Regions from separate parts of the Mus musculus genome. Here all the other regions are linked to region 5. A link is a contact called in public ChIA-PET, HiChIP or PLAC-seq, Micro-C and promoter capture Hi-C data. All regions are on one chromosome and are shown on one strand. Each heading gives the region's core, a stretch centred on a gene start, on an enhancer-like site or on the middle of the called end of the contact. The rest is flanking DNA. Distances are from core to core; before and after follow the strand shown.

Region 1 (2,811 bases), core at 193-2,692, 450 kb before region 5:
CCCACAGCCCTGGGGGTGACCATGAGGTGCCCTGGAGTCTGGTGGGAACACGCAGCACAGCACGGGCAGGAAGCGGGGGGCTGCAGGCTTCTCTGGCACCCCACCTGGTGGGGTGCAAGTGGACAACTCCACCTCACCAATCTGGCCTCTGGGCAGAGGCTCCTCCCCTGCACAGGGACGCTCAAACAGCTGCATCTTCCACTGGGTGGGGCCCTGTGCCAGGGTGACCAGCATATCATCCAGCACGGTGAAGGCACAGAGGGCAGCGTCAGGGAGGACACACGCATCCGGGTCCACATGGATCACAGGGTAGGGGGGAGCCGCTTCCTCTTTGTCCTCACAGGCCTGGCTCCCAGACCTTCAGGAACAATGGAAGCATAGTCAGTATTGGGTGGGGTAGACTCACACCGTGCTCAGCAGTAACCTGACTTGCTCTGAGTAGGCTAGGCAGGAGACATCACAGGCCATTCAGCAGGTAGGTCTCTCTCTCTCTCTCTCTCTCTCTCTCTCACACACACACACACACACACACACACACACACGCTTGACACAGGATCAGCCAGAAACATAGCTCTGCAGATCGAGGCAGCTTGGGAACTATTCCCAAGGCTGCCTGGGCTGTGCACGGTGAGTTCTTCCAGCACAAGCCAAGGGACACGAGCTTTTGCCACTCACTGCTTGCCAGAGACACCGTCTTCTGAGACCCACTTCCAAGAGGTCTTGCCAGGCACCGGAGGGCAGTGATAGCGGTGCTCCTGGTTGCAGACTTCACTACCTGAGCCTCAACAGCTAAGAACTTCACAAAAGCAGACACAACTGCCACGCCTGCATATGCACAGGTACTAGAGAGCGGGAATGGGCGGCCTAGACCGCAGTCCTCTGCTTCCTACCCCAGTGTGTTGTCAGTGGCCGTCAAAGGGACTACTACTGGGACAAACCTCTCACAACTAGGAGGACATGAAAGCCGGCCTCCCTGGGGACCCGACTTGTCACTGGCCGGCCGCGTGGGGCCACGCCCCCTCACCTGTCCAGCGAGTCCAACGACAGGCAGTAGATGCCAGTCCGGGCACACAGGACGTAGAGTGCCCTGCGGATGGCCAGGAGCTGCAGGTGCCATACCTGGTCGGGAAACTGGTACACCGCCTGGGCGCCAGGAGAGCGAGGTCAGGCGAGGGCACACGCGGCCCCGGCTCACCTCGGAACGGCGCCGCCCGCCCGCCCTCCCGCCCTCCGCTCACCGTCAGCAGCCCGCCCTCCTGGTCATACACATAGACGAACTCGCGTCCGGTGGACAGAAAGACCTCAGCCTCATGCCGCAGCACAAACGGCTTCCCCGCCGCTCGGCCTCCGAGCGGGCAGCAGAAGTCCGACAGGTAGTGCACGCGCGAGGAAGCGCCCGCCATCCTGCGGGCGCCGGGCCAGAGCTCAGCCCGGAGGGGCGGTGCCGCCTCCAGGCTTTACGGCCGCCCACGGCGCGGCGCGGCCTCCGCCGTAAAGCGGCCGCTGCGGAGGCGTGGCCGGAGCCTGCTGCAGGGGCGGGGACAGTTGCTCTACGGTCCGCTAGAGGGCGGGAACGCCCCCAAACACCGTGGCTTAGCAAAGAGCCACAACGGGAGGCACAAAGCCAGAGGGTAGCCAAATAATGCAGTCCTGCAAGTTCACTGGGGCCCGCGTCAGGGCCCTTGCCTCGGATCACCTACCTGTTGAGCAGAGGTTGCTCTGGTGCAAGGCTTGTATGCAGCACTTGCCCTGGCACCGTTTTGTGACAGCACTTGAGAGCACCACCCGTATAGCACGGGGTTTCAGGAGTAGGGTGGCACAGCACACCATTCAGTCCCTTGATAGGGAAAAAGGTGCTTCAGGCCAGCCATCCAGAAGAGCCTTTGCTCCACTCATGAACGCGGCAGGATGTGATTCTACAGCAGAGGATGCTGAAAACCCTAATGAGCTGGGTCTAAGGGAAACCACATTTTCTTCAATGACAGCTCTTCTTGGGGCTCCCTGAGGGAGCAGGCGGAGAATCCTACCCTGGAATGAGGCTCCAAGTACAAGATGAAATACTACTCTTCCAGAGCACTCATCAGAAACTAGACACCACTGCCTATGCTTCTGAAGTGGCAGCTACTCGGAGGGCTGAAGGCAGGAATACTTGAGTTCGGAGCCAGCGCAGGCAACCTTGACTCTTAAAAGAACGTTCATCTGAAAATTACAGCGGACAAATCTACAAAGGTGTGTGGGGTCACAACCAGGCACAAAACGTCCTGTGAACTTAGAGAGCATAGTGTAACCCTAGTGTAGATGTCAGAACAACATCCTGGGGCTGGAGAGACGGCTCAGCCGTAAGAGCACACGCTGTACTTGCAGAAGACCCAAGTTTGATTCCCAGCATCCACATAGGGAAGCTCACAACCCCCAACAGCTCCAGGGGCTCCTACATCTTTTACTAAGGTATTTATGTGTACAAAAGCATACGATTAAATAAATAAAAGCTGTGTGGTGGTATACACCTTTAATCCCAGCACTCAGGAGGCAGAGGCAGGTGGATCTGAGTTCAAGGCCAGGCTGGTCTACAAAGCTAGTTCTACAACAGCAACGCTTATGAAAACAAAACAAAACAAAAAACAAAAAGCTCTGTCTGGAACTGGACACCCCCCAGCCCCAAATATTTATTTCTTAGGCTTTATAGTTGTAGCCTGTCTGTGCTTCCAGAGTACTGGGAATAAAGGCACAGACCACTATGCCCAGCTGTAAATTAAGTGAAAACAAAAAAACAAAAACCAACTTTAACCCAAGGGTGAAGCCTGGACCTAT
Region 2 (2,700 bases), core at 174-2,673, 360 kb before region 5:
GACAACTTTTTAAGTGGATTTAAATTTATGATGCAGGAGTTTGAACCTAGGGCTTCAAGTGTAGCTAGGGCAAGCACTCTCCTGAGCTACATATCCAGCCCCAGATTGGCTTTTAAACAACAGGTTTTGGAAATAGCCAAGGGGGAGTTGTACGAGGATGACTGTCACTGGTGTCTTTAAGTAAAATTAAGTCTACTGTGGCCATCAGCTCTTCATCCCAGAATTTGATGCCCCTTCCTTCTACAGATAGGACCAACAAGAGGGATGTAAAGTGTTGGTCGTATTCAGGTATCAAGGCATAGAACATGCTGTGCCTTCAACAAGCCTCCTAGAATCTGAGCCCTGCTCAGGAAATCAGACCAATGCACAGTCATCAAAGACCCCCAAACCCGATCCCATGAAAAGCAGGGCCAATACTTGATGGTTCAGGGAGTCAGACAAAACTGACCTCCAAAGAAGCTTGAAGTATTAACTCACCAAGAGCGAATGGCAGTTTCCATAGTAACTGGACCAGATGGGGCTCATGCATCCCCCGAGCTCTCGGATGGTGATCTTCCTGTGGGCCACAATGTCTGTAAGGTTGGTGCCCACCTATGGAAAAAACCACGATGCACTGAGACCAGCGCAAGCGGTGTGCTGTGGTGAGCTTCTGGATGGCAGCACCGCCATGAGGGAGCTAAGCATCCACAGCCAGTGACAACTGCTCAAGCCCTCTGCTCTCGCCACCAAGAAATGCAGCTCTCTGGGGGCTCCAGGCCAACGTCAACCATAGAGATGGGCCTTGAGAGTGACGAGGGAATGAATTTCTAGGGATGGGAGAGAAAGGTGCCCACCGGAAGACGGGCTTCGGGTTCTCCACACTCAGAAGTCTAGTGATGGGAGTTCCTCTGCCGCAGACAGTACCCAACCTACTGACCACAGGCACCGCGGCTTCCATTAGAAGAGGTCTGAGGACCTTTGCAAGCCTCAAAGGGCATGCATGACCTGAGAGAGGCCGACACCTACCGTGGGCCGCGTCGGTGGGGGCTCTCCCAGGTCGCCTTTGCCATCTCCGGAGCTCAGCTGTCCCGGCGGTCAAGGGCCATGGCGTGGCAGAGGGAGGAGTTCCCGTGATGAGCGACCCCGGTGTGCTCCCTCCCCACCCTGCCTGGGACTCCCTGCCTGCCCACTCGGCGCGGAAGGATATTCTGAAGGCGTTTCACCAGCAGGGTCTTCCCGACCCCAGCAGCTCCAAGCAGGAGACACATCCCTTCCTCGGATAACGCGCTTGTACCTCCGAGCTACCACGCAATGAGGCCCGCCTCCGCTTAGCTTTCATTGGATAGACCGCTCGTCCAGGCTGCTCATTGGTTAGTCCCAATGGACTGAGCGGTCCAATGGACGCTCAGAGTCAGTGTGTAAGCGCAAGTCTCGCCATGGAGCAGGACTCGGGGCGGCGCGGAGGCGTTGCGCGTGCGCGAGCAGAAAAAGAAAGGCGGAAGCGGAAGTTGGGGGGCGCGTCAGCTCCGAAAGAGGGAGCGACTGCAGCGTCGGTCCGGAGTGGGGTCGCCATGGGGCGAGGCAGCGGCACCTTCGAGCGTCTCCTAGGTAACGCGTCCGCCCGTCAGCTCCAAGTCAGCTCCCTCGCGCGCACCGGCCAGATGCTGCCTCCGTAGGTCTCAGGAGAGCGGGCCGGCCACCTAGACCGGCCGTCGGCCTCCGGGGAGCACTGCACGGTTCCCGGGCCTCGGGTGTGGCCGCCCGGGCTGTACACTGAGTCCTGGGGTTCCAGTGACGAATGCTCTTTGGGGGTCCGTGACGGACCTCTCTTCCTCCGGGTCCGACGGTCCTGAACCGATTGGGCCAAAGTCCTGAGTCATGAAGTCATGACTCAGATCTTAGCTTCATGCGGGTCTCAGACCCCGATACCTTTTCGCAGGGTGGAACCGATACTGCCTTCCTTAAACCTTTCGAGCCCCTTGGGGAATGCTTCCTAGGACCTCAGCCTCTTGCGCTCTGGTAGTGCCTGGGGGTTTGAGAAGACATGTATTTCTCATTTTTGAAGGTGCTTGTTGATATCACTATCTGAGGTTCCTGGACAGTGTAAATTTTAGGAGGGAAAAATGAGTTTGACATGCATGCACCATTCCCTCAATAAATGTGTTCAGGAGCAGGCCCCATCCTAGGCTGCTCACTTGCTCCTTTTTGAGCTAAGGTTTTCAAAGGGGAATCTTAGATGATGAGATGTTTACCTTAGTCTCATATCCTGGGAGGTTCAGCACGTCAGGTATGAATCCACTAACTTGTTGAATGAGTAACAAGGGTGGTGTATCTTGGGATAGCTCACTTTCGTAAGGGAGGGGTGATCCGAGTGTGAAGAGGTGTTGGCTGGGGGTACCACTTGACATGGAGAAATCATCCCTCATCTTCTAGAGCTTGCTAAGGGACCCATTACATTACCCAGCTAAGAGGTAAAGGACAAAACTTCTAAATGATGGGACTCTGTTGAGAAGCAGCAGGGTATGCCATTTTAAAGTGCCCAGCAAGCTGTGACAAAGGGCATTCTCTACCTCCTTTATCTTTAAAGCAGATGCAAGTAGTACCTCTCTCCAGAGGGTCTGTGGGAACTGAGTGAAGCCGAGCTTGAGCTGACAGCTGATAGGGACTAAGTATCATTTCCACATTATTTGCTTCTTGCATGGGAGGATGCCATTTCCATGG
Region 3 (2,781 bases), core at 221-2,720, 380 kb after region 5:
GATGTTCACACTGGATGCCACCAGGCTTGGGCTGTGTCTACACTGATCTCTGATCAAGATGGATGCATCCCATCAATCCTGAGATATGGGAAGTACTTGTAAGCTAATTATGAGGCAGCTGGTGGGAAGTAGGGCATCTACTTCCATCCACAACTCAAGCTTATCAGGATGCCCACCATCACCACCCCTCAGAAGAGCTTCCCAGGCAGTATATGGACCTGTCTTCTCTGACCAGACAGGGCTGAATATGTGCTTCAATGGGCAAAAAAATTGTGGGCTGACCATAGGTAATTTCTGTCCAGCCCACAGAGCACCTATTTGGAGGATTGTCAGGGCATGTGAGTCTCTGATCACTCATGCATCCATATATGACTGCCCCATCCCAAGCCTGTGTTTCTACACGAACACATGTGTACGTAAACCAGCGTACATGAAGCATATCTACTTAACTCAAATCATAAACCTGGAGCCAGAAAGAGCACAGAAGAATGTCAGAAATGATATGTGTAAGTTTCCTCTACGACCCAGGTCTGTGTGGTCCGGTCCCTGATGAAGCTGTGTCTGTGTCTCTACACTTCTGTGTGTATAACTAGAGTGGCTGAGCTCTGCTGTCCAGGAAAGGTCTCAAAATACATGCAGAATTGTCAGAGTTAGGTCCCTGTCCCTAAGGACTCCGTTTCTTAGTTACCATTTCAGGTGTGGGTTTGACAGAGGCTCACAAGGCCAGTTTTGGATAGGTGAGGTGTGAAAGGCTGGGATGAGGTAACCAGCAGAGATGTGAGGAGACAGACCATGTAGTGGGTGGGGAGTCCTAAAGGCTCAAAAAGGGTCCCTAGCGAGAGAAACCTGTTCACGTGACTGAATGCAGCTCGACTCCAAGAAGAGGTTTCCTGTGGGCAGGGCCTCTGTGCAGAGCTTGGAGGTGGGCAGCCACGTGGACATTTTCACTATAGAAAGGATGCCGCAGGATACACTAACCAAGTCACGCCCCAACACATCAATCACGCCCACACTACCACGCCCTCTCTCTAAATTAAGCCTGCTCAAGTCTCAGTAGGGCTGGTCCCACCTGTCACCTCTAGCCAGGGACCAACCCAGACACGAGTCAGACCCCGCCTTGTCATGAGCACGTCCCACCCCTGTTAGGTCCCACCCCTGGGATGGCCACGCCTCACTCTGCCAAGGACACAGCAATCAAGACCACGCTCTGCCTCCCTCCGACCCCGCCCTCGGAGTGGCCACGCCCACACACACCAGTCAGGCTCCGCCCGCTGTGGCGCGCGGCCTCCCGGTCCCTAAGGATCCCGCTACCTGGTCGCGCGCCGGCGCTCTGCAGCACTACTTCCCTCGGGAATTCTGGGTGGTCCCCTCCGCTGAGGCGCCATCGGGCCCAGCCGTCGCAGAGCCAGCTACGACACGAGAGCCACCAAACTCGGGGCAATAGCTGCGACAGCGAAAGCGAGGCGGGAACGGGGTCGGGACGCGGGAGCGACGCGCTCGGTCTTCGTCCGGCTCACGGCCAGACGAGAGCAATCGGAGGCCGAGCGGTGGCGGGGGTGGGGTGGGGTGGGGGGAGGCGGAGCCTTCTCGGCCCTTGGCACTGCAACCCTGAGGCACCTGCGGAATTCTGTCTTCTCCTGTAGCTGGGCTGCGGCGGCGACGCGGGTGAGTCAAGCCCACAGCCACCGATTGTGCTGGGCCCGGATGACCTGTCTCCTACGGCCGCCGCCCTCTCCTTTCCCCGGCCCCGAGAGCTGCATTGAGAAGCCTGTCAGGGACTTTGAACTGCCTGAGAGTGGCAGGTCGGGCAGGGTTGGGGATTGAGGGCGAGCGTAGGGGGGGTGTGGTTCCTAAGGCTAGGACTTTTGAGTCCTTGCACAGGACGAGCAGGTGAAATCATGCAACTGGATGCACAACTCTGTAATTCTTTTTAATAATCGCTTGTGATTTTACAGAAGGTAGGAAAACTGTTTCTAATATCTTGACTGCTTCAGTGTCCTCCAGAAATGAACTGTAATGGAAACTATAGTCAGTTCTGATATATGTAGAGTTTATTCCCTTTTCAGGTTATTGTTGTTGTTATTTGCAGTAGCCAGGGTGGATCGCAGGGTTCCTGGCATAATGAGCAGCCGGTGCTGTATCACGGAGCTAGTCACCATCTCTCCAAATTACCACTGCCTTAATTGTTTTTCAGTACGAGGAATTGAACCTAAGGCCTTCTGCATGCTAGACAAGTGTTGTACCACTAAGCAATCCAGTCCTTATTTTACTTATTAGTCTGGAGACAGGGTCTTATTAAGTTGCAAAGTCTAGCCTTGACCTTCCTTTATAGCCCAGGCAAGTCTTAAACTTTAATCCTCCTTCCTCAGGAGGGGGTGGGGTGGTGTACTGGCTAGCTTTGTGTCAACTTGACACAGCTGGAGTTATCACAGAGAAAGGAGCTTCAGTTGAGGAAATGCCTCCATGAGATCCAACTGTAAGGCATTTTCTCAATTAGTGATCAAGGGGGAAAGGCCCCTTGTGGGTGGGACCATCTCAGGGCTGGTAGTCTTAGTTCTATAAGAGAGCAGGCTGAGCAAGCCAGGTGAGGCAAGCCAATGAAGAACATCCCTCCATGGCCTCTGCATCAGCTCCTGCTTCCTGACCTGCTTGAGTTCCAGTCCTGACTTCCTTTGGTGATGAACAGCAGTATGGAAGTGTAAGCCGAATAAACCCTTTCCTCCCCAACTTGCTTCTTGGTCATGATGTTTGTGCAGGAATAGAAACCCTGACTAAGACAAA
Region 4 (2,712 bases), core at 187-2,686, 390 kb before region 5:
CTTCTGAAGAGTATATTAATTCCTTACAACCTGAGAAAGTCGATTTAAGACCCACTGATGCCCAAGTCAGCCTTTGGAACACCTGAACACACTGCTTAACCTCAGTAAAGAGCATTTAAATAAATAGAAATTTAAAAAGCGGATTGACCTACTGATACCTCACCTATTTCTAGGCAAGTCATCTGTGATGGTAAATTTAAGTTTTAAAACTAAGTCAGCCTTTCTTTCTCAGGTTTCTCTGCATCGTCTGCATCCAGGATAGAAAATACAGAGAACAGAAGACCCCTAAATGGAGCTGTGAGGAAAGAGAAGCTGCCCTCAGAGAAAAGCCTTAACTCTTAGCCTGCCATAAATGTCTGCAGTGAGATAAGTGAGGTGGGAGGATGTCAAGGTCAAGGATGGCCTGGGACAAAGTAGTAAGACTGTCTCAAAACACAAACAAAACTCAAGAGCTATACTTCCCTGGAAATCCAGAGAGATGTGATGTTCTCGAATGCAGGAAACCACTGAAGAGCTGTTTCAGGCCTAAGGCAACCACCATGATTCCGATCCCATGGAAATCCCCAATATTCCTCCATGTTGGCCCTAGTTATTCTGTCAGAACGGGTCTGTTACTCCTATCACTTCCCAACCCCTGCCACATATGCTCTGGAGAGAAACTCCCACAGGTTAACAAACGGCTGGTTTTCCTCTCCTTTTACTGACTTATTTCATGGGGCTGGGGGTGACAGTCTCTACTGTCAGGCTAAAAGTGAAATCGGCCTTCTTTATGACACTCCTTTTAAACAGGTGGTCGTCAAGTCGCCTGTGTCAAAGAGGAGCCAATCCCGCCTGTTTTGGGTTGGCCCCCATGGCCGCGTCCTCTGTGGGAAAAGGGTTCCCCTAATGATGCCCTTTTCTTCTCCGGTCGACTCTTCCGGAGTGAAATCGTGACGAGGCACTGTCGGGATGGAGGAGGAGAGAAGGACGTACCGGGCTTCGGGGCCTGGGAGGAGGCCGAGGTCCCTCAGAGCAACCTGCAGCAGCGGGGAAGAAGAAGGCCGCTCCGTTCCGACCGCTCGGCCTCCTTCCCGCCAGCCTTTCCGGGCTCGGCCAGGGCAGGTACCTCCTCAAACCCGGGGCGAGCGAGGAGGAGCCACCGGCTCCGAGCACCGTCCGGCGCTGGCCCGCCCAGGACACCCGCAAATCTGCTGCCTCATCCCAGCGCCCCGCTCCCTCCCGGCCGCCGCACTCACGATGCTCTCGGCCATGGCGGCCGCTCCAGTCTCCGGGCTCGGGCCCCGGGCTCCCGCCGCCTGTCTCCCCAAGGGCCTCGCAGCCCCGGCCTCGGCCTCAGCCCCGGCCCCGGCCTCCCGCCGCCGCCGCCACCGCCGCTCCAGCTTCGCCGCCCGGCTCCGCCAGTGCCGATGTCCGGTGCTTCGCTCAACACACTCCGCCAGGCGGAGAGAGAGGCGAAACAAGGTTCCGGCCCCGCCAACGGCCGCGCGCATGCGCCAAGTGGTGCCGCGCGTCCCTCGTCCGTGCCCCCTCGCCCCCCACCCCCTTCCCCTAGGCTGGGCCCAGGACCCTGGGTTCAGAAGACTGTGACAGGAGAGCCATATTCCTGAAAGTTCGAGCAATGAAAAAAAGCTGCAAGAAAAGGCGAGCGTCGAGATCTCGCTCAAATATAACCGTTACGGAAGTTTTGTACTGTCTTCACAATTTTCCAGCAATGAGCTGGAGTTTCTCCCTTTGTACTGAACTTTGTAACTGCATATGATTTGAAGTAGAAGACTTTTGAAATTTCTTAAGAGGCTAAACGCCTCCGAATTTTTATTTGATTTTTTTGTTGGTTTTTTTTTTTTTTTTTTTTTTTGGCTTCTGTTTTTTTTTTTTTTTTTAAGACAGGGTCTCACTAAATACAACCTTGGCTGTAGACCAGGTTGGCTTGGAACTCACAGTGCTGGGCCTGCCTCAGTGCTGGGATTGAAAGGCAGGCCCCCTTTCCTGCCTCCGATGGTTCGATTTATGAGTGTACTAAACTCCGATTATGTTTTAGACTGTTTTATTTATTTGTTGTTTTAGATATAATATATTTTACTGTGTACATTATATATTGTATATAATGTATATTTATACAATATGTTTTATTGAAAGAACTTGTTAAGACATAGTGTTGGCTGTCCTGGATCTAGCTCTGTAAACCAGGCTGGCCTTGAACTAACAGAGATCCACCTACCTCTGCCTCCCCAGTGCTGGGATTAAGGTTCTGTACCACCACCACCCAACTAAACTTTTTTTTAAAGTTTTTAATATATTTTATATGTATAAATGTTTTGCCTGCATGGATTTGGCTGCACCACAAGTGCCTGATACCTGAGAACATCAGAAGAGGGAGTGGATCCCTTGGAACTAGAGTTTCAGATGATTGAGACCCACCATGTGGGTACTGGAAACCAAAACCAAATCCTCTGGTACAGCACCAAGCACCACTCCAGCCCTGACCTTGAACTTTCGATCTACCTGACTCTGCCTCCTCTTGCTGGGGTTACAGGAGTGTGTCATCACACCCAATTCTGTGGACACTGCGGTAAAACCCAGGCTTCTTAGGAAAGCTCTCTACAAAGTTGTGCACATCCAAGGCCCATTTCTATCCTCGTCTCATGTAGTCCAAGCTGGTTTCAAGTCTGAAATCTTCCTATCTGCTTCCTGGGTGATGGGATTATAGGTGTA
Region 5 (2,700 bases), core at 85-2,584:
GGGGCACTCTCACCTTAAGCCACGGGGAAGCCAGCGCGCTTCCCTTTCACGAAGAGGGTGGAGACTGACTGCCGTTCAGTGCCAGCCAGGACGCCAGGCTTGGTTAGGACCCAGAGGGAACAGGCCCGACAACTAGTGAGTGCCCAGGCCTAGCAGGGCTGAGGCAAACCGATCCCCTGCCAATGGACCCTTTCAGCAAGGTCCGACCTGGAATACTACTCTCAGCTTGGTGCGGTTAGGGGAAAGGTGAAGCCTCTCGCCATCTGGTCGAACACTTTGTAACCTGGCCGAGGCAGCAGAAGGATCTGCTAGATCCTCCTGTCCCTAAGGCACTTGCCCAGGGCAGTTCAGGCCTTGCAACCGTAGTCCAACGAGAAGGCTTCCGTGCCACCCAGCCGGTGAGGCCTGGATGGTCTGATGACTTCCGCTGAGGCCCCTGGGGCCTCGTGCGCACCCAGACCCGCATCTGCCTTCTCCAAGCTGAAGCCCGGGTACCACCGCGGCCTCCTGCGCCCTGCCAAAGCCGCCCAGTGCGAGTGAAGGCCCCGGCCCCATCCACGAGGCGCCCAGACTCCTGCACCCGGTTGGCGCGGCGCCCACGTGACAGCGGCCCGCCGCGCTGGCTCTCCGCACACCCCTCCCGCGCCCCTCTCGGCCTGATCGCGGAGCTCAGCCCGGTGGCTGGCTGTCGGAGGGGCGCGGCGGCGCTTTTGTGAGCGCAGGGGTGCCGAGGATGGGCGCCCGCCTATCCTTCCACTGGAGCCGTGGCATCCCGACACCGGCCTGCCGCCCCGGAACCCCGAACGCAGCGGCGTACCTGTCTGGGCTCTGGAGGCAGACGACAAGCGAGGAGCGCGGCAGGCGAACTGGACGGGACGCCGCTGCCGTCTCTCTGGCTCCCTCTAGGCCGCGCCGGCGCTATTTAAACCGCGGCCATCCCCGCGCGGCCACGCCACATGGGCTGACAGCTTGGCTGCGCCGCCCAGGCCAATGAGCGTCGGGGCTGCGCCCCGGGACCCGGCGCGCCGCCGCCGGTGGGGTGATGCCCGCGCGCGCCGCCCCCAGCCGGGACCCTGCACGGGCGCGCGCTGGAGCACAAGGAACGCGCAGCCCCCGCCTGCTTCCGTCCCCGCCCCCGGCCTCGCGCGGGCCACGCGGGGCTCATCCCGACGCCCTCATCTCTGTCCTCCCACCCCCACCCCCTCGCGGCCGGTGCCAGGTGTGCACTGTGCGCGCGCAGTGTGGGTCGGGCGTGCTTGGTCACACTGGAAACTCTGCACTGAGGAGGACACCAGGGCCACGCGGGGGGACAGGTCCGTGTCGCTGCGATTCCACGCCGCGATCGTAGCGCGCGCGGAACCGAGGGGCGTGGCCTGCTCCACATCGAAACCAATTGGACACCGAGGCCGTTCTCGGTGGCCCAATGGCGGCGCGCGGGTGGGCGTTGCTAGGCAATAGGGTGATGGGCCGGCAACAGCGGCAAAGCACTTCGCGGGCCCCCGCGCAAGCGCGGTCGTTGACCCTGGCGGAGGGCGCCTCAGGCGGGGTTACTACCGGTCATCGTGGCCCAGCTTTCTCGGACTCCCACCCTCTGTGGCCACCTTGGAGACCAGGATGCGGGCAGGGACGGGAGCAGTAGGCAGGATAGGGAACACTGACGGGCGCGTGTGGCGGCCTCCGGAGTCCGCTCAGTGTCCAGGCGCGGCCATCTGGCGAGCGGGATACCACCCCTCCCCCGCCTGGTGGGAACAAAGGAGCTGCTGCGCGCCTCCCTGAGTTTCCGGGACCCTCTCCCTCCCTCCCTTTAAATTCCTCTTTTCAAAGGGTTATCGAATTTGGGGGCGGGGGATGACAAAACTCACCGTCCAAAAAGACACAGACTTCTCAGGGTTGGGTCCCTTGAGTGCCTAGAGAGGTTGTTCCCTTCCCTCCTGTCCTTCCACTACAGGCCCAGGCCACTAAGACTGACCTCCTTATGGGGTAATGGCCCGGGAGTGGGGGGGAGGGGGAAGGGGGCTAGTGTCAGTGGTCCTTGACTGCAAGTCTATAGCAAAAGCCAGAGCCTCAGAGCCTTGCTTGTCAACCCTGGCTTCTAGCTTCTCCAACTTGGCTATCCACCCAGGCTTTCTGTGGAAGGAGGCTAAGCAGGGACCCTGAAGGGCAGCCTATAGGACTGGCAGGTGTATTCTGCCCATAAGCTGGCTTGCCCCCAAGCTCTCCCATTTTGCCCCTATGCCTTTGTGGGTGTCTTTGGGTTTCAGGGCCAGCCTAGGAAAGTTTTACAAAAGGCCTGTACACATACTAGCCAGAGCAGTCCCACCCCAGCTCCTGGTGCCTTGAGATAGGTCATGTTTGCCTTCTCACTGGCCAGGCTGCTGGCCAACCCTAAGTGGTCAGCAGAGCTCTGCCCTCTGCAGCTGTCAGGGTCTCAGCTGGAGGAGATGTAACCCAGGGATGCAGAGTCTGGGCCGTGCACAGAGCAGGATGCTGAGGGCAGAGCAAACTTCTCTGATCATCTTTTCACCAAAGGAAGTTGCATGGCTACATCTCAGAAACACGTGACAAACAAAGTGGATTGCCAGATGTGGATATGAGAGAGCCACGTCAGGATGGCCTGCCATGGCCCCTGCCAGTCGTGAAAACAGCACAGTGTACCTAGGTGGGCTCTTGTAAAAGCATCCTATGGCTCTCTCTTTGCAT
Region 6 (2,700 bases), core at 47-2,546, 440 kb after region 5:
AAGCCAAACAAAGCAACATAAGTGTTGGATTTGTATGCTTACTTTACATACCTGGATAGCTAGGTGTAAAAAGTTAGATCTAGCCATGTTATAGATAGATGCTAGAGTCACATGGCAGAGCCTCAAACCTGCCCTAGGCAGTGCGCAGGACAACACAACGGTGTCAACAGTAATGGGAGGGCATTTCTTGTTCTTGACACCCTTTGTCCTTGAACTGTGTTTGTCTAGATACTCACCTAGTTATCATTTCCATAGTTTTCTGTACATCACCTACAATGCCTCAAATTAATATTTAATGAAATGGCTCTTTGCCATATTTATAGTACAAAGCATTTTGAACCCTTAGGAATTTATCCCGTAATTACAGACACATATGTCAAATAAGATATGTAAATGTTATAAAGACTGTTTCCCATTAAATGTATTGCAAGTTTAGACATAGAATGAATTAGAACGCAAAATGTTCCCATGCCTCTAGTCTGGGGCCTCTGTTTAGAAGCTCTTGGCTAGAATGTCCACTTTATCCTATGCAGCTTAAGTCCAGACTCTCAACCTTTCCACTCTCCCTGACCTGAATGAACTCCTTTTGTGCATCAGTGAGAGAACACTGCGTCCCATCGCCTGCACCCAGGGGCCACCATATTGGTGTGACGTTCTTTATGACCACGTGCCTCTCTTACCAGAGCTAAAGCAGGTGCATCCACTGCCCTTCGTTCCTGGGGAAGAAACTAGGGGTCTCAGCTTCACCTCTATGTTGGCACCGGCTTCTGGAGCCCCTCACAGCCTGCTCGATCTGCATAGCTCTGCTCCTCCCACGGGCCCGCGTTGTGGTTTCTTTTTTAATGGGAGAGATGGGATCTCTCTATCACACATACACAGATTGGAATAAAGCTCAGATTTGCAGTCCTTGGTATGAATTACTGAGTGCAGAACTCTATGCATACTGGGGTAATTTCTGTCACATCCCTGTGACATACGGGTCGATGCGGCAGGTTCCCGAGCAGCGCGCCTGACTCTACGCAACCTAGGGCGGAGTGTGAGAGGGGCCAGCGGCTCCCGGGGCGCACTCGCGCCCGTCGTGACCTTGGACCCCCGCTCAGTCCGCGAACGCGCGCGGCCCCACGCCAACTCCTCACTCCGCCCCGGGTTTTCCGCGCCGCCGCGGCCAACCTGCGTCGCGCGACGACGCCGGACGTGCGGGCGCTCGGCGGCGCGGCTCCCCATTGGCCGGCCTCGGTAGCCCCACTGCGTGCGCCGCGCCCATTGGTCGGCGTGCCCGTCCGTCGTAGGGCCGGCGCGCGGCCGTGCGAGCTCCCGCCCTCGCAGCTCTCCTCGCCGGCCGGCGGTCTCCGCGACCGTGCTCGGCTCGCGCGGCCCACGACCGCGCCCGGGCCTCGGCCCGCTAGGGCGCCCGCGCGGATCGGCCAGGCCTCGCAGGCGATGGCGGCCGCGGCGGCGCTCTCGGGCGCGGGCGCCCCTCCCGCGGGCGGCGGGGCCGGGGGCGGCGGATCCCCGCCGGGCGGCTGGGCCGTGGCGCGGCTCGAAGGCCGCGAGTTCGAGTACCTCATGAAGAAGCGGTCGGTGACCATCGGCCGCAACTCATCGCAGGGCTCGGTAGATGTGAGCATGGGCCACTCGAGCTTCATCTCGCGGCGCCACCTGGAGATCTTCACGCCCCCGGGCGGCGGCCATAGCGCGGCCGCCCCGGAACCCGCGCAGCCCCGGCCGGACGCGGGCGGCGACTTCTACCTGCGCTGTCTCGGCAAGAACGGCGTGTTCGTGGACGGGGTGTTCCAGCGGCGGGGGGCGCCGCCGCTGCAGCTGCCGCGCGTGTGAGTGGCGGGAGGGGGGCAGTGTCCTGGACCTGACCCACGGTGGCTACCCAAGAGCAGGGAGGGACCCTGACCCACAGCAGCCACCCCCGGGGAGGGGCGGGACCCGCACTCAGACCCACTGCCCATCATCAGGCAGGACGCAGAAGACCCACGTCAGCTACCCATGAGCAGGGTCAGACCCTGGACAAGACCTGGTCCCCATCAGGGAGGGATCCTGATCCGCTATCCGGGAGCAAGGAAGGCTAGACTCACCACCAGGACCCATTCACTGCCCATAACCAAGACCTGACTGATTCTGACCTACCCTAGTTTAATGCCCACGACCATCACTGGGATCACAGCCCCCCAGCGCTCCACCCGGAGTATTTAACATGCTGGCCCACTCCTGTCTGCCCTCCTACTGCCAGGTCCCCTGCACTGGTATTCTAACCCACGGCCCTTTGTCCAGTCTGACATGGGACTCTCAGAACACAGACCATCATTTCTGCCATCAACCCTCAGCCCTCCCTGCCATCATCACCAGCGTTGGTGGGTGGAAGTTTTATGGGTGCTCTGTGCCTAACCATCAGGGAGGAGGCACCCAAGGGAGATGCTAAGATGTGTGTGGTGGAGAACTATCTAAAATGAAGGGTAGATACCTGGTACCTTTTTTTTTTTTTTTTTTTTTTTTTTAAATTCACGTTTCAGTAGCAAGATATTTTGGAGGTAGCGTCTTAAGCCTAACAATTCTCTTTCCCCAGTGTTTTTGTAGCCTAAAAACTGAAAACTCCCAAACATGAAGGATTAGAAGCCTGTCTGTCCAGAACCTTAGAAATCTGGGAAAACTGGATACTAATTTCAACCAAGTAATCTTTAAAAAGCATTT
Region 7 (2,787 bases), core at 5-2,504, 410 kb after region 5:
CTTCCCTCGGTAAACCATTATCCTATAATCTCATTCTATTATTGACATTCCAGGTCAAAGGTCAGTGGCCTTTAAGGGATGCCTGGTACTATAGTAAGTTTCTTTAGCTGTCCCAGGGGAGTTATATGTACATTATTACACAGGACGATTCTCTTGCCCAGCTGTGGATTCCATAGATAAGGTACATCTTTTGTATATTATGTAACTTGCCCTATTCTGTAGGTGGTGTGCAGCTATGATATCTACTTTATAAAGCTTTCCTTTAGCCTTCTTCCAGCATGCTGTTTGGCTCTAAAGCCGCTGTCCTTCAGGTAGGAGTAAGAATGCACTTATTTAATTTAAATTTGAATTGAGTCTGTCTTTGGTCTTTCCCAGGGGATTGGAACACAACAAAAGAATAATGCATTTAATCTGCCTTGGAGACAGGTCTCACTGTGTAGCAGTATAGGGCAGTGTTGGCTTTAATTTTATCATTTTCCTGCCTCAGCCTCCTGAGTGTTGGGTAATTGCCAATAGGCCTGCTCATCCTACCTGTCATTTTGTTTGTAGACAGGTACATGTGTAGTACTGGCCGTCCTGGAACTCAGAGATCTGCCTTGCTCTGTCTCCTGGGTTCTGGGACTAAAGGCATGCGCTAACTCGCCAAGATTCAAGGTCAGCCTACTTTGAATCTACACGCCAGACTCAGCAGCATTGCCCATAAAGCAAAGCAAGCCTGCTGCGCATGTGCACTTGTGCCGCACCGGCCTACGTGAGGCTTCGCTGGCTGGTCATGGCGGCGGTAGAGGGCGGCGCCGGCTCCGCCCTCCAGGAGACGCAGTAGAGCAGAACTTACGACGCTAACTTGATTGAGCGGGCCAGGCCGCGGCCACTGAGCAAGGCGCTCTGAGGTCGCCGCGATTCGGCCTCGTCCGCTCGGTCAGCGCACTCTTCCTGCCTCATACGCCCGCCTTTGCCAACTTTCCCCATTAGTCCTTAACCAGGCAAAAACTGACAGGAGGATATGTCCCGGCCGGGCAACTACTAGTCGAGGGACAAGCTCCACCCCCGTTCTCTGATTGGCTCCTGGGAGGGACCTGCCACTTCCTCACACTCTCATTGGCTTAAGCGGCGGAGGCGGGGTGAGCGTGCCATACCATCCTTGCACTCTTTTCATTGGCTCAGGGGTGTGGCTCATCTTGCTTAGGCTCTCTCATTGGTCTACTACAGTCCTTGGGGCGGGGCCTCCGTGCAAGAAGACAACAAAGGGTCGCAGGTCGCTAGCGGGCGGCAGGCGGCGGTGTTCCAGTCTTCCTTACTCCTCACAGCTTAGGCGCGTCGGCCTCCTGCCAGTCCCACTCCAGATGAAGTGTGAGCACTGCACACGAAAGGTGGGTGCGTCGTCCGGCGGGGCTAGGGGCGAAAGCCAAGGCTGGAATCGGTGGTGAGGGTCGGGCTCAGCCGGGTGCACCTTGCTCTGTTATGTCGGCCTCTGACAGCCATCACCTGTCTGCAGAGGACTGGGCGGCGAGCTGGCTGTTGTCCACTGCAGGCGAGTGCACCGCCGGGACTGTCCGTGGAAGCTACTGTTCTGGGGCCGGGGATTGATCTCAGTCCCGGCACCCTGTTGTGGAAGTGAACGATTAATAAAGTAATTAGAAATGATGCTTTGAGCGGCTCTTCTACTTAAACAACAACAAACTTCAATACAACGAAGTGGAGAAGGAATAAAGGGCAGGCAGGCCCTCCTGTCCTGCTCCACTAGGTGGCTGAAGTGACTGACAGCTGCCTCACTTGCCTTCACACGTGATGCATGTGCAGGAATCTCGTTTGGTTTTTTGTTTTTTTACAGGAATTGTATCATATCCAAATACTCCATACGTTGTTTTTTTTTTTTTTCAGAGAATCGCCTGTAATCTTGTGTAATAGCCACATCTAAATGTTCTTATATATATTACCGTTAGATCACTTCCTGTTCTTCATTACTACTACAAACAATACAAATGGAGGGTGTGAGTGTTTATGTGTACCCTTCTATAAGTATGGATGATTTTATTTTGTAGAAAGGGTTTCTTAGAAGTAAGATCGACTGCTCAGGATATGTTTTGGTTTTTGGCATCACACTAAATTATTCTTGACTGAGCTCGGTGGTACACACCAATGATCCCAGTGCTTGAGAGACTGAGGCAGGAGCTCAAAGTTAGACAGTGCAATTTATCAAGACCCTATCTCATTAAAAAAAAATATGGTAGCACACATCTTAATCTGAGCACTCAGGAGGCAGAGGCAGACTTTCTGTGAATTTGAGGTCAGCCTGGTCTACATGGTGAGTTCCAGGACAGCCAGGACTATGTAGAAAGACTTGATCTAAAAAGGAAAAAAATAGATAAATAAAAATAGAGAAAAGAAAAATAATTTTCCTTTCTAACATCCCCCATCCTTTTTTTTTTTTTTAAAGGAATGTAGTAAAAAATCAAAAACTGATGACCAGGAGAATGTGTCCAGTGATGGGGCCCAGCCAAGCGATGGGGCCAGCCCAGCCAAGGAGAGTGAAGAGGCAAGTAGATGCTTCGGGTTTGTGTCAGCCTAACGTGAGCGTGAGTGGATCGGGTTTGTGTCAGCCTAACGTGAGTGTGAGTGGAGTGGCTACTGTTGTTTCTTCTGTCCAGTCTTATACTACCTTGCACTTCACTGCTCTAAGAAAGACTGAAGTAAAAGTGGGAAGAGCCATGTATAGGACAGTCTTGAGTCTTCTCAAACATACCAGGCCAGGAACTGCTTGAGAAATAGGAATATTGTGGTACAGTG

The links. Hi-C and Micro-C count contacts between places; a contact is called where the count stands out from the background. ChIA-PET counts read pairs in DNA pulled down with a chosen protein or histone mark. HiChIP or PLAC-seq counts read pairs in DNA pulled down with a chosen protein or histone mark. Capture Hi-C pulls out chosen DNA fragments and counts their contacts.
Region 1: a contact with region 5 is called in an H3K27ac HiChIP or PLAC-seq map of extraembryonic endoderm stem cells, with 2.8 times the contacts expected there. The contact joins the promoter of Faap100 here to the promoter of Fasn in region 5. A contact is called at or near these places in 5 of 115 datasets of contacts at active chromatin or transcription factors (double positive thymocytes, epiblast stem cells, extraembryonic endoderm stem cells and 2 more).
Region 2: a promoter capture Hi-C map of liver shows a contact between it and region 5, with 2.9 times the contacts expected there. The contact joins the promoter of Arl16 here to the promoter of Fasn in region 5. A contact is called at or near these places in 6 of 39 promoter capture datasets (the C10 cell line, cranial neural crest, embryonic stem cells and 2 more), 1 of 484 Hi-C or Micro-C datasets (effector CD8 T cells), 13 of 115 datasets of contacts at active chromatin or transcription factors (the SCID.adh cell line, T-cell acute lymphoblastic leukemia, astrocytes and 9 more) and 2 of 9 other capture datasets (liver and pancreatic islet).
Region 3: a contact with region 5 is called in a Micro-C map of embryonic stem cells, with 2.6 times the contacts expected there. The contact joins the promoter of Ogfod3 here to the promoter of Fasn in region 5. A contact is called at or near these places in 11 of 39 promoter capture datasets (the 3T3-L1 cell line, 3T3-L1-derived adipocytes, the SN4741 cell line and 5 more), 11 of 484 Hi-C or Micro-C datasets (the HL-1 cell line, LSK cells, the N1E-115 cell line and 4 more), 9 of 115 datasets of contacts at active chromatin or transcription factors (the SCID.adh cell line, embryonic forebrain, embryonic stem cells and 4 more) and 2 of 9 other capture datasets (adipose tissue and liver).
Region 4: a promoter capture Hi-C map of liver shows a contact between it and region 5. The contact joins the promoter of Nploc4 here to the promoter of Fasn in region 5. A contact is called at or near these places in 1 of 484 Hi-C or Micro-C datasets (embryonic stem cells), 4 of 115 datasets of contacts at active chromatin or transcription factors (the 230-238 cell line, epiblast stem cells and large pre-B cells) and 3 of 9 other capture datasets (embryonic stem cells, liver and pancreatic islet).
Region 6: a FOXA1 HiChIP or PLAC-seq map of pancreatic cancer cells shows a contact between it and region 5. The contact joins the promoter of Foxk2 here to the promoter of Fasn in region 5. A contact is called at or near these places in 2 of 39 promoter capture datasets (liver and pre-B cells), 5 of 484 Hi-C or Micro-C datasets (CD8 T cells, embryonic stem cells, granulocyte-monocyte progenitors and 1 more), 2 of 115 datasets of contacts at active chromatin or transcription factors (the SCID.adh cell line and pancreatic cancer cells) and 1 of 9 other capture datasets (adipose tissue).
Region 7: an RNA polymerase II ChIA-PET map of memory CD8 T cells shows a contact between it and region 5, with 26 read pairs. The contact joins the promoter of Narf here to the promoter of Fasn in region 5. A contact is called at or near these places in 7 of 39 promoter capture datasets (the 3T3-L1 cell line, cranial neural crest, hippocampal neurons and 3 more), 1 of 484 Hi-C or Micro-C datasets (embryonic stem cells), 5 of 115 datasets of contacts at active chromatin or transcription factors (the SCID.adh cell line, epiblast stem cells, hepatocytes and 2 more) and 2 of 9 other capture datasets (adipose tissue and pancreatic islet).

What each region holds. Positions count from the first base shown.
Region 1 is chr11:120,377,304-120,380,114 of GRCm38.p6, forward strand. Faap100 (Fanconi anemia core complex associated protein 100) reads right to left here and starts at 1,443. Exons shown (of 10, transcript NM_027980.2): 1 at 1,239-1,443; 2 at 1,025-1,143; 3 at 1-358. The coding sequence starts at 1,403. Nploc4 (NPL4 homolog, ubiquitin recognition factor) reads right to left here. Exons shown (of 17, transcript NM_001195023.1): 17 at 2,495-2,811.
Region 2 is chr11:120,466,177-120,468,876 of GRCm38.p6, forward strand. Arl16 (ADP-ribosylation factor-like 16) reads right to left here and starts at 1,424. Exons shown (of 5, transcript NM_197995.2): 1 at 1,187-1,424; 2 at 1,006-1,064; 3 at 478-591. The coding sequence starts at 1,247. It overlaps Hgs (HGF-regulated tyrosine kinase substrate), which reads left to right and starts at 1,459. Exons shown (of 22, transcript NM_008244.3): 1 at 1,459-1,587. The coding sequence starts at 1,551.
Region 3 is chr11:121,203,178-121,205,958 of GRCm38.p6, forward strand. It overlaps Ogfod3 (2-oxoglutarate and iron-dependent oxygenase domain containing 3), which reads right to left and starts at 1,471. Exons shown (of 9, transcript NM_025402.2): 1 at 1,312-1,471. The coding sequence starts at 1,385. It also overlaps a transcript of Hexdc not described here.
Region 4 is chr11:120,436,264-120,438,975 of GRCm38.p6, forward strand. Nploc4 (NPL4 homolog, ubiquitin recognition factor) reads right to left here and starts at 1,437. Exons shown (of 17, transcript NM_001195023.1): 1 at 1,236-1,437. The coding sequence starts at 1,250.
Region 5 is chr11:120,823,213-120,825,912 of GRCm38.p6, forward strand. Fasn (fatty acid synthase) reads right to left here and starts at 1,335. Exons shown (of 43, transcript NM_007988.3): 1 at 818-1,335.
Region 6 is chr11:121,258,691-121,261,390 of GRCm38.p6, forward strand. It overlaps Foxk2 (forkhead box K2), which reads left to right and starts at 1,297. Exons shown (of 9, transcript NM_001080932.3): 1 at 1,297-1,832. The coding sequence starts at 1,441.
Region 7 is chr11:121,235,982-121,238,768 of GRCm38.p6, forward strand. Narf (nuclear prelamin A recognition factor) reads left to right here and starts at 1,255. Exons shown (of 11, transcript NM_026272.3): 1 at 1,255-1,370; 2 at 2,438-2,536. The coding sequence starts at 1,344.